Regions from separate parts of the Mus musculus genome. Here all the other regions are linked to region 2. A link is a contact called in public HiChIP or PLAC-seq and promoter capture Hi-C data. All regions are on one chromosome and are shown on one strand. Each heading gives the region's core, a stretch centred on a gene start, on an enhancer-like site or on the middle of the called end of the contact. The rest is flanking DNA. Distances are from core to core; before and after follow the strand shown. Region 1 holds the start of Wdtc1 (WD and tetratricopeptide repeats 1). Region 2 holds the start of Rpa2 (replication protein A2). Region 3 overlaps Wdtc1 (WD and tetratricopeptide repeats 1). Region 4 holds the start of Zdhhc18 (zinc finger, DHHC domain containing 18).

Region 1 (2,700 bases), core at 44-2,543, 570 kb after region 2:
TCGTCTGTACTGCTCAGATAAATCGCATGTAAACCCTCATACTTTTTTTTTTTTAATTCTTATTAGTCCTGGTAATGCACCTGCAGCGGAGAGCAAACCATAAGTCGCCAAGAAACTCCAATCACCGGGCTTGGGATGGGGGGTGGGGGGTGGGGCGTGGGACGGGACGCTCCACTAAAGCTTTTCAGAAAGAGATCCTGCGGGTTTGCAGTTTATCTCTACCGATTCTTATTTACCCTTTGAAGTGGGTACTAATAGCCCACTCCCAAGCAGAGACCCTTTGTACTTAGCGCTACAGTCGATGATGCAAACACCTTGGCAAAGTTCAGTTTGGTGCCAGGATGAGCCACTGAAGGCATCTGCGACTGCCAGAAGCCTGAAAACTCACTCTCTTTCTCTCTCTCTCTCTCTCTCTCTCTCTCTCTCTCTCTCTCTCTCTATAGAGAGAGAGAGAGAGAGAGAGAGAGAGAGGAAGGAGAAGGAGAGAAAGAAAGAAAAGGAGTATGGGGTGACAGAAACAGAGAGCAAGAGAGGGAAAGAGAGGCAGAGAGACACGGAAAGAGCAGACCAGGTCATTGACCTCTTGAAACTTCCACCTGCCCCTTTCTTCCTGAGTGCGATCGGCGCCAGATCAGATGTCAAAAACTCCGCAAAAAATAAATAAATAAAAGTCCCGTGATAGGACGACTTCTACCTCTGCCCCGGTGGAGCCTGCGGGACTCCTACAGCCTTCCCCCACCCCCTCCCCCGACCTCCCAGCCAGTCCTCTTCTAGCCTCCCTTCCCCGGCCCTTTCTGCCCTTCCTCGCCGCCGAGGCCTGACCCCTTCCCGGGACACCCCGGAGTCCCGAGGCGATCGGGCTCAGGCCCCCAAGCAGGGAGCCGGCCCAGAGCGGACGGCCCCGGAGCCGGGGCTCTGGGAGCCGGTCCCCGACTCGACATCTGCGGCGGGGATGGGGCGGCGGCGACCCGTACCTGTCAGGTCTCTTCCCAGGACCAGCAGCGGAGCAACTTCAGGAGCCCATGTCGGTCCGGGGGGGCCCGGCCCCTCTCCCGGGAGCAGGGGTGCGGATCCCGGGAAGGGGGCTGGGGACCCGGGCAGCTCTAGCCTCTTCCCATGCTCCCCGCCCGGCGCCTGGCCGGGGCCGGACAGCGCCTCCGCCCGCCCCTGCGCACCGCCTCACACCCGCGCTCACACACACTCACACTCCCTCGCGCGCTCTCACACACGCACTCCCCTCCCTCCTCCTCTGTTTATCTCCTCCAGCTGTCTGGGGACCCAGGAGAAGTCCCGCACTGCGCCTGCGCCACGCAGTCTCCGCGCCGGCCCCGCGTCTCACGGTCCGCGGCTACGCTACGGCGATGGCGCTCGGCAGTTTCCTGAATAGTGAGCGCGGGCCCTAGTCCTCTCTGCCACCCTCACCCCCCCTCCATCGCGCGCCCGGTCAACGTCTGCTGCCGGTGGCGCCCACTAACCTGCTAGCGGGGGAGCCCCCCACTTCGCCGGGGCCAATCGGCTTCACCGCTCGCGGGAACGGCAGCCAGTGGGCGGGCGGAAAAGCGGGGCTCAGCTCTGGAGTATCATGGGAGTCGTAGTTTTTCGCCATCGCAGAGGTCCTGCGGCGTGGACTTGCCCCGCCCGGTTACCATTAGTTACCTGGACGCACCTCCCATCCCACTACACCTTTTCTGAGTCCCAATTCCACATGTTCTCCCAGGTCCAGTACAGACCCTCCAAGGGCTAAGAGCTCATCAAAATTGCTTTTGATGCTGTAAATTAGGGGACACCTAAGGCTAAGACCCTGAGTCCTCCCAGAGCAAAGCCTCAGCCTGCTCCTTGCTCTAGGGGGCTGCTGAAGTTACAGGTTCCATGCTCGAATCTTCAGGTGCTGGAAGGAAAAGGTCCTATGTTGAGTGACCTGGGAGCTCTAGGAACCCAGATCGATGGCAGACAAGGTCTATCTAATACTAGCCAAGTAATTGCTCTTCTGACTTTCAAGCTCCAAGTCAGAACGGAGACACCCTCCTCTCTAAGGGAGTTCCAAGGTGACAAAGGTGGCAGTAAAGATAACTTAAGGGAGAGAGACCAGGAGCTTCAACTCAAAAGCAATCACCTTACATTTCTCTTCTCTTAGAGTGGCAGATACACAGTATGCCAACGTCTAAGTAATAACACTTTTATTTTCACTGTATTGGGCATGCTCTCTTTGATAGATACAATTGTTCCTATGTTTTTAAAAAGAAGAAACAAGCATAAAGTAGTTAAAAAGATGCTAGCCCAGGGTCACACAACTGGTTAGAAAACAAGGAATGAAACCAGGCAGTGCTGGAGACTAAGTACAAACATTTAGCACTTAAGAGTGCTGGTCCAGGGTTGGAGAGATGGCTCAGCGGTTAAGAGCACTGACTGCTCTTCCGAAGGTCCTCAGTTCAAATCCCAGCAACCACTTGGTGGCTCATAACCATCCATAATGAGATATGATGCCCTCTTCTGGTGCCTCTAAGACAGTTACATTGTACTTATTTATAATAAATGAATCTTTGGGCTGGAGCTAGCAGGGCTGACTGGAGTGAGCTAAGGTCCTAAATTCAATTCCCAGCAACTACATGAGGGTTCATAACCATCTGTACAGCTACAGTGTACTCATATACATAAAAATAAACAAATCTTTAAAAGAGTGCTGGTCCTAAGTTTCTCTTC
Region 2 (2,700 bases), core at 198-2,697:
AGGGAGACAAAACTGGGGGCAAGACAGCAGGACATCTTTGGATCTTTTTAACTGTGGCCATGTATGGCCATGAGGTTTCTTTTGTTTGTTTTCTTTTTTTTTTCTTCAAGACAGGGTTTCCCTGTGCAGCCTTGACTGTCCTAGAACTCACACTGTAGACCAAGCTGGCCTCAAATTCACAGAGATCCACCTGCCTCCACCTCCCAAGTGTTGGGGTTAAAGGCGTGTGCCAACCCCTCCCCCAGGTAGGGTTTCTTTCTTTGAAAACATGAACATGTTATCTATGCCCTGGATACAAGCCTGTGTGTGCGTATGAACATGTGTGCTGGAGTGTGTGCTTGTGTGTGTGTGTGTAGAGGACAACTTGTAGGAGTTGTGATGGAGCAGCCTGACTCCACCTTAAGTTCTGAAGCCATCTTATCATACTACCAAAATAAGTCCATTCCTCTTTTCTATAAAACTTAATTTGACCAGGTCTTGACCAACTTTCTGAATTTCGACAGGTTCCACACCCTATACCCTGATTTCAGTCTGATAGACGTTCTGCCAAATAATGCTGAAATGTTCGACCAAGTGCCTACATAACCCTTGAAAATGTCCATATTCTTGCAGTTTTGGGGGTTATATAAACCTCACCTCTTGTGTTCGATGCTGTTTTCTCATTTTGTATTTGTTTTGTTTTTTCGAGACAGGGTTTCTCTGTGTAGCCTTGGCTGTCCTGGAACTCACTCTGTAGACCAGGCTGGCCTCGAACTCAGAAATCCTCCTGCCTCTGCCTCCTAAATGCTGGGATTAAAGGTCTGTGCCACCACTGCCCGGCGATGCTGTTTTCTCAAAACCCCAGTTTAGCGAGATAGCCATCTCTGACAAAATTAAGCTTGCTTAATTTGACCAAAAATTGTTTAATCATTTCTACTCATCTTCAGTGGGATTAACAGTTGAGCCTCTCCTTCCACCATCACGCAGGTATTTATTTATGAATACAATATCACTATCTTCAGACACACCAGAAGAGGACAGCAGATCCCATTATAGATGGTTGTGATCCACCATGTGGTTGCTGGGAATTGAACTCGGGAGTTCTGGAAGAGCAGAAAACTAGCAGTTTGGCGGGAAAAGGGGGCTAGCGAGCGGCGGAAGTGATGTAGGGTTGCATGCGACGGAGATGGGGTGTGTGTGAAGAATGCTTGAGGATGGCCCCGGAAGTATCGTTTTGATTGGTTGTTTTCTTGAATACTGTCCTATCGGAAATTTGCCCTCAGTAAAGATGGCCGCGCATGCTTCCATTCCTTCTTGGGGCCGGGTGTTTTTCCTAAGCTTGGCCTTGATACCGAAAAAAAAAGGAGGGGACTCATGAGTTCTGATTGGCTGAAGGTAAATGTGTCCAGGGCGCTGATTGGCTGTCCCTTCGCGGGAAGGAGTTTGTGGCGCCAGTGCAAAGTAGCCAGAAGGCTGCCACGCCAGAGCGGCACAGAGTTCCCAAGTGTTCTTAGTTTTCGTGTCCGAGCGTCTTGGGCCGCTCTCTCCGGAGAACTGCGACCAGGATGTGGAATAGTAATGGCGGGCGTGGGGAGAGTCACGCGAGGGTGTTGGGAGTGGGCGAGTCTGGCGCAGGAAGGCCGGGACGGAGCGAGAGGCCCGAGGCGGGCTCGGCGGCGTTCGCGGGGTGGCAGGGGGATTGTCGCGGCTGGGGCGGTGGGGACAGCGGTCGCCAGGTATAGAGATGGGGAGCGCAGCGCAGACTCTGACGACGGTCGTTCCCCGCAGGCGGATTCGAAAGCTTCAGCAGCTCCACCTATGGCGGAGCAGGCGGCTACACGCAGTCCCCCGGTGGCTTCGGGTCGCCCACACCGTCGCAGGCGGAGAAGAAATCGGTACGTAGACTGACGGCTCCGTTCTCATTTGTGTCCTGGCCAGGAGGGAACGTGTTTTCGTGCGGGAGGGTGGCACACCCCAAGGTGTCAGAAGCTGTCCGTTACCTACCTTGTCTTTTGTATGGTCAAGTGGGGAACAGGGTTTTTATTATTTTATTGTTTGGCAAGCCTGCAGTGGTTCGCCCGGCCTCCATTTTCCTGGCCCTACCACTCGAAAGTATGCTTTAGTAGAGTTTAATATCGCTGTCCCCAGGGCACAAAAATCCCTGAAGAACAAGAGTCCACTGTGTTCAGAACAGGTTTGGGGTTGTTTCCTGTTGGTAACTGACAGGAAGGACACGCTAAGCCTTAATCTGCTGGGCTTTTTCTGCCTCGTACATATTCATTGTATGACCAAGTGTTTTGGAGGTGTTTGTAGCTCTGGCTGGCCTGGAACTCAGAGATCCACCTGCCTGTACACTGTAGTTGTCTTCAGACACACCAGAAGAGGGCATCAGATACCACTACAGATGGTTGTGAGCCACCGTATGGTTGCTGGGAATTGAACTCAGGACCTCTGGAAGAGCAGTCAGTGCTCTTAACCGCTGAGCCATCTCTCCAGCCCAAAAAGATCCTTTCTTAAAAAACAAACAAACTACATTGCTCGTAGGTGGCTTGAGAGGCAAGTGTCTTTGCTAGATGCTCCTCTGCCCACTCCATCTGACTCTCCTGTTAAGATGCCCAAAGATGAGCAGCTTGACGAAACTCACCAGGTTTTCTGCAGAGACTGCCATCTGGTTGCCAGAATATCTCCTAAAAGAAGCTATACTTCTAACTTCTTCCATTT
Region 3 (2,700 bases), core at 192-2,691, 530 kb after region 2:
GCTGGAGGGAAAGGGTGAGGCCTGGGACTACTCAGTTCCTCACAGTCAAGGGGCTACCCTCGACTCAGAACTCTCCTAAGCAAATGAGTTCCCACTTCCAAGCTGCATATACCAGTCATGATTGTACGAAAACCCAGCATCAGCTGCTGGGCATGGTGGTGCACTTTCAATCCCAGCACCTGGGAGGCAGAGGCAGGCAGATCTCTTGAGATTTTAAGGCTAGCCTGGTCTACAGAGTGAGTTCTAAGACAGCCAGGGCTACACAATAAAACCCTGTCTCAAAAAACAAAAACAAAACAGAACAACAACAACAACAAAAAACCAACATCAGTGCTGTCTGGGTCCCTCCAATGTGGCACGACAGTATCCACGAGGTCATTATTATCTCACTGGTGTAGGGCCATCTCTTGTATCTATCTCTCCAAAACTTCTTGGACGCCGACTAGCAAATCCTAAGTCCATTCATCCATAATATAGGCCTCTCACACTGTTGACAGTCAGAGGGGGTTTTGGAGAGAGACCCTCTGGATGTAAGTCCAAAGGGTATAAACAAAGCAAGGGTGGGGTTTGGGGTGGGAGTGTCTGAGAACACAGGCTGTGTCCCCTAGTCCCCAGGGCACGGTCTCAGATGCCCAGCCTCATAGTTCTAGCCTCCCTTTCAGGAGCAGACAAAAGCTCCAAGTGTCCAGATAAAGCCAGCAAGCTCTGGGCCACTGGACAGAGTGGGGAGGGGCAGAGGGAACTTCCCAACACAGCACTGATGCTGCTCAGCCCGGTCTGTTATGATTCCACGAGTGGTGTGGCTGCTTTCACTGTACAGACAAACAAACAGAGGCTACTGGAGGAACCTAAGGGTATAGAGGCAGTGCCAGACCACGAGTACCCTCAAATTATGTCTCCCACGTGGCGCAACCCCTCAAACCCTGCTGTCAACTGGGATGTGTGCCCTCCTCCTGCTCAGGGCCTCAGACCTGCCAAAGAAATTGGCCTCCTTGATATCCGTGGTGGTGTTGCAGTGCCCACAGTAGCGGAACTGATAGTCGTAGCTCCGTTCCCGTAGCACCATTTCGTCTTCTGAGATGGAGTCCTTGCGACTTGTGCTTCGAAGGCGAACTGGACCACCACCACCACCAGCTGCCTTCTTCTCCTCTGGGGCCGAAAGCAAGGAGAGATGAGAAAGAGGTGAGGAAGGAGAGATGTGAGGGAGGTGGGAGGCTTCCCTTCCCTCCCCCCCCCTCAGTGTCTCCTCTACCCCTGTGCTACAGTTTCCAACCCAGACCAGGCAATGCCAGGCCATCTGCCCCCAGGTTTACTCCCAAGAACTAAGAGAAGTCCGTAGGAATTTGCATCGCTGGCGTCAGCCTGAACACTACTCATGGAATGAGCGAATCCCGTGGCTAGTTATCTGCCTCCAGTGAGATCTATCCCACATAGTTCTCATAGTTGGAGACTCTCATAGTTGGTCACCATGACCCAGCTCGTCCTACAAATCTACAGAGGCACTGGGAAGGCTTGGTGTGCCCTTTGCAGACAAGACCGGTTTGGAGGCTGTGCTGGATCCATGGCCACACAGTTCGACCTGGTAGAGCTAAGCTGAGAACTAAGGCACTGTCCTAGACACCATGCCTGCTGCCCATGGCCAGACTGAGACAAAGACAACAAACAGCACTTGCCTCTGCCCAGTGTGCTCTGCCAAGGCCCGTCTGGGGACAGGTGGGAAGGCCCAGCTAGAGCTCACACAGCCTGACTGGGCTCTACCTGGTGCCTTGAATGCTAACATTAACTTTCAACAGAGTTTCACTGGGAGATGCTGACCGTCTCCTTCTTCAGCCATGAAAAGTGAGTTTCAGGGGTCAGACTGTCTTAAGTCCATGGAGTTTCATAATCAGCATCTGAAACCAGGGCTTCTAGATCAAAGCGCCAGGGCCTTTCTGGGTAGGGAACGGACAGCTGCGTCTCCTGGGCACACACTCACCACCATCACTTTTGGAGAAAAGGGCAGCTGTGATGTCCCGGCCTAATGCGTCACATGCACTGCTGTGGGCCTGCTCTGGGAACTTCCCTTTGAAGTCATCCAGGCACTCCAGAGCCTCGGCCACATACTTCAGTTCAAAGAGGCACCGGGCCAGACGGAAGTGTGCCTTCAGGTGGCAAGGGTTTAGGGAGATGGCCTTGAGGCAGTCCCGGAGGGCATCATAGTGGTCCCCGTCCCTGAGAAGGTACAGGAACATAGCTTAGAGGTGAGAGAGGCCCTGTGGCAGATACAAGGTTCCCACCATCTTCTGTGGCTACTTCTAGGCCATCTCTGACAACCCTCAGGGTGAGGAGATAAGGAGATGAAGCCTTGGCGAAGCCCACTGCTCCCTCCCTGGGAGCAGGAGTAAGCTGAGGCTCAAGCCAGGAGCCTGAGGCTTGGCGAGTAAAGAGCAGTGTCGGGCTGCCCTCTGCTGGGCGTAGGCTGCAACTGTGCACTGTTCACCTCAGGCACCCGCAGCTCTGCAGCAGAAGGCCTGGCATCCTGCCCACCGCAGACTCCCCAAGCCCTCCTTCTCTTTTCCTTCATCCACCTCCTCAAATCCCCCTGCTGGTCTTCAAAGCTATGTCCAAGGCAGGGGGCCCTCAAGGACAGTTCTGTGGCCTGGAGAAGCCAGAAGTGTTAGGCCAGGGACTCAGGGTCTGACCAGCATGCCCTCAGCCAGA
Region 4 (2,700 bases), core at 151-2,650, 870 kb after region 2:
GGTACTATTAAAGTCCCCATTCTACAGGTGAGGGCACTGAGGTTTGGAAACGTAAAATGACTGCCTGCAGGCCACACAATTAGTGGGAGGTGGAGCTGGGACTGGAGCCAGAGATGGAGTTCTTAACCATAATGAATAATAAAAGAAACCAATAGGAAGAAGTAGGAGGGAAAGGTGGGACTCACCCCGGGTGCGTTCAAGTGGGGGTGTATGTGCCCTCAAGGAGTCACAGGGCAAGTGACTCCAGCTAGAGGCTGAGGGTGGGTGGAAACTTTGGATGCATGAGTGGCCCGAGAAAACTATAAGCAGCCACTCCTCCATCCTTCAGTCCTAAAACGGAGCTACAGTGTAGGCCAACCCTAGGTCACTGGGAAAAGGTCAGAAGCCCATAGGGGCAAATAAGACAGGCCGTGTGAAAGCACTCAGGTCTCTTTCCTGAAAAGGATCTTGATGCCGCCCGCTGTCCCGGTGGTGGACCGCCACCGAGGGATGCAGAGTGTCCGGAGGGGAAAGAGACAGGGCAGGGTGGGAGACACCTAGAGGACTAGGGAGCTAAGAGAGCGTCGGGAAGAAGCTTTGGAGAAACTAAGGAAAGTGCTGGAGAGAGAAGGGCCTGTCTGAGAGGCCCAGAGATGCTTTAGGGAGGACTGCCTCCGGGCCTAGGGTGACCATGACTGAGGGAAAGCGGGTGTGGGAGCCAGGACCCTGTAGAACCTTGGAGGGACTTGAGAGGACGCCTAGAAAAATTCATGGTAGGGTGTCCACAGCCAAAGGACACAAAAACTTACTTGTCTGAGGACAGGAATGAAAGACGCCTAGAAGGGTCAGAAAGAGCCTGGGATAGGCAAGAACCAGCCAGTGAGTGACCGCAGGTGGACCTGAGGGACCCGGCAAAAGCTGGTGACCCGGGCGGGGCACCCAAGGTCCGGGTGGCGAGAAGGGGTTCCGGGGTTCCGGGGCGGCGGGCGGAGGCCCGAGGGCTCACGGATGCGGGCGGGGAAGGAGCGGCGGCCGGGGACGCAGTGCCGGGGTGGGGGTGGGCGAACTCACTCGAAGACGAAGAAGAGGATGGTGGTGCTGAGGATGAGCAGCAGCGTGAGCGCGAAGACGCCGCCGTGGCCGGCCAGCATGAGCCGGCCTCCGCAGTAGAAGCGGTTGCGGCCCGGGAACACCTCCCACTTACGCCGGGGCCGGCGGCCCAGGCTCCCGCTGCCGCTGCCGCTGCCGCTCCAGCGCGGCGCGCCAGGCGCGGGCCCGGGGCTTGGAGCAGGGGGCGCGGCGGGGCCGGGGCGACGCGCCCCGGGGGAGGCGGGCGGCGGGGCGGCCCCGGGGCTTATCTGCTGGTACTCGCAGTCCTTCATGCGGCCGGCCGCGGGCCTCGGCTCCGCGCCCGGCCGCTCCGGGACCGGGCCGAGCAGCGGAGGTGGCGGCGGCGCGCGCGGCGCTGGCGGGCGGGCAGGCAGGCTCGCTCGGGTTGGCCTCTCCGCTGCCGCCCCGCCCCCGGCTCGCTCCGCAGCGCCTCCTGCGCCCAGCCCGGGCTCTGCAGATGCGGCCTCCAGGGCTCCCTCAGCTGCCGGTGCTCTCAGACCCTGCCTTAGGAGTCAGAGATTCAGGGGACAGCTCAGGCACTCCAGGCTCGCCCACCTCTGAGGGCAAGCTGGTAAGGGTGCTTTGAAAGTTCCGAGTGTCTAAAGGGGTGTGAGTGAAATATCCTTTAGTCTTTCCCTCCCTGCTGTCCTAGGTTCAACCCTGGGTTCTAGATAATCCCCAAATGGAGATCATGCCTAAGGGCCCCAAACTTTTTTCAGGTGGGTGTTTTCACAACAGACCTAACCAACCAGGAACTGGGGTGGGCTAACTCCTGGTGACTGAGACAAGTAGGGTTCAAGGACCTTCAGGCCAAGGTCCAAGGTGAATTTGCAACGAGCTGGGCTACAAGTGAGTCCCTGTTTCAGCTGAAAACACACACACACACGCGCACACTATATTTTCTAGGACTCAGGTCGGAAGTCCAGAAATATTTTAGCAAATTCTTTTACATGCATCACCCCCAAAGCTCATAGGGCTAAATCAGGCAGTCTTATCTGGAGCAAATGGGGTCCAGCCTCCTTGCAAACCATTCAAGTTGATGGTGGAACTTATTTCTCGTGATGTGACTGGAGGCCTGGGAGTTTTGCTGAAACTCCACCCAAAGTTACTAGAGCTCATTGCAGTGGCTCACCAGCGAGGTTTCTCTGAAGGACTTGTGCACTTCCTGAACCTGACAAGGAGAGTTTAGCATCCATTTGTGAAAACAGGGATTGCTAGCTGGCTATGGTGGCCCACGCCTTTACTCCCAGCACTTGGGAGGCAGAGGCAGGCGAATTTCTAAGTTCGAGGCCAGCCAGGTCTACAGAGTGAGTTCCAGAACAGCCAGGGCTACACAGAGAAACCCTGTCTCGAAAAACAAAACAAAAGAACAGGGATTGTTTTGCTTTTGGGATACTTGAGTATCCCACCCAGGACCTCACCAGCTGGGCAACCCCTGTCTCTAGCACTGAGCTGCTCCACCTGCCCTAAGACAGATCATTTGTGTTTGTGTGACTGAACGTGCACGTGGGGAGACCGAGAGGGCAGGCCTACGTATGCATGGAGGCCTGAAGAAGGTCTCAGATCCTTCAGAGCCGAAGTTCACTGTAAGATACCTAAATGGTTAGGTAG

What was found. Promoter capture Hi-C pulls out the DNA fragments that hold promoters and counts their contacts. HiChIP or PLAC-seq counts read pairs in DNA pulled down with a chosen protein or histone mark.
Region 1: a contact with region 2 is called in a promoter capture Hi-C map of neutrophils, with 3 times the contacts expected there. The contact joins the promoter of Wdtc1 here to the promoter of Rpa2 in region 2. A contact is called at or near these places in 4 of 39 promoter capture datasets (the C10 cell line, hippocampal neurons, liver and 1 more), 1 of 115 datasets of contacts at active chromatin or transcription factors (kidney) and 2 of 9 other capture datasets (liver and pancreatic islet).
Region 3: an H3K27ac HiChIP or PLAC-seq map of double positive thymocytes shows a contact between it and region 2, with 4 times the contacts expected there. The contact joins the enhancer-like site here to the promoter of Rpa2 in region 2. A contact is called at or near these places in 2 of 484 Hi-C or Micro-C datasets (embryonic stem cells and uterus), 1 of 115 datasets of contacts at active chromatin or transcription factors (double positive thymocytes) and 3 of 9 other capture datasets (adipose tissue, embryonic stem cells and liver).
Region 4: a contact with region 2 is called in a promoter capture Hi-C map of liver, with 2.3 times the contacts expected there. The contact joins the promoter of Zdhhc18 here to the promoter of Rpa2 in region 2. A contact is called at or near these places in 1 of 39 promoter capture datasets (liver) and 1 of 115 datasets of contacts at active chromatin or transcription factors (microglia).

The regions. Positions count from the first base shown.
Region 1 is chr4:133,338,022-133,340,721 of GRCm38.p6, forward strand. It overlaps Wdtc1 (WD and tetratricopeptide repeats 1), which reads right to left and starts at 1,294. Exons shown (of 16, transcript NM_199306.4): 1 at 975-1,294.
Region 2 is chr4:132,766,913-132,769,612 of GRCm38.p6, forward strand. It overlaps Rpa2 (replication protein A2), which reads left to right and starts at 1,448. Exons shown (of 9, transcript NM_011284.3): 1 at 1,448-1,554; 2 at 1,768-1,874. The coding sequence starts at 1,545.
Region 3 is chr4:133,295,445-133,298,144 of GRCm38.p6, forward strand. It overlaps Wdtc1 (WD and tetratricopeptide repeats 1), which reads right to left. Exons shown (of 16, transcript NM_199306.4): 13 at 1,976-2,211; 14 at 972-1,149. Among named protein-coding and RNA genes, the nearest start is that of Tmem222, 19 kb to the left of the region's middle. Within about 2 kb of position 1,442, at least 71 of the 459 cell types and tissues checked have an H3K27ac peak or open chromatin away from gene starts, as enhancers often do. A contact at or near this core is called in double positive thymocytes and uterus, where this site is marked.
Region 4 is chr4:133,632,029-133,634,728 of GRCm38.p6, forward strand. Zdhhc18 (zinc finger, DHHC domain containing 18) reads right to left here and starts at 1,401. Exons shown (of 8, transcript NM_001017968.2): 1 at 1,051-1,401. The coding sequence starts at 1,361.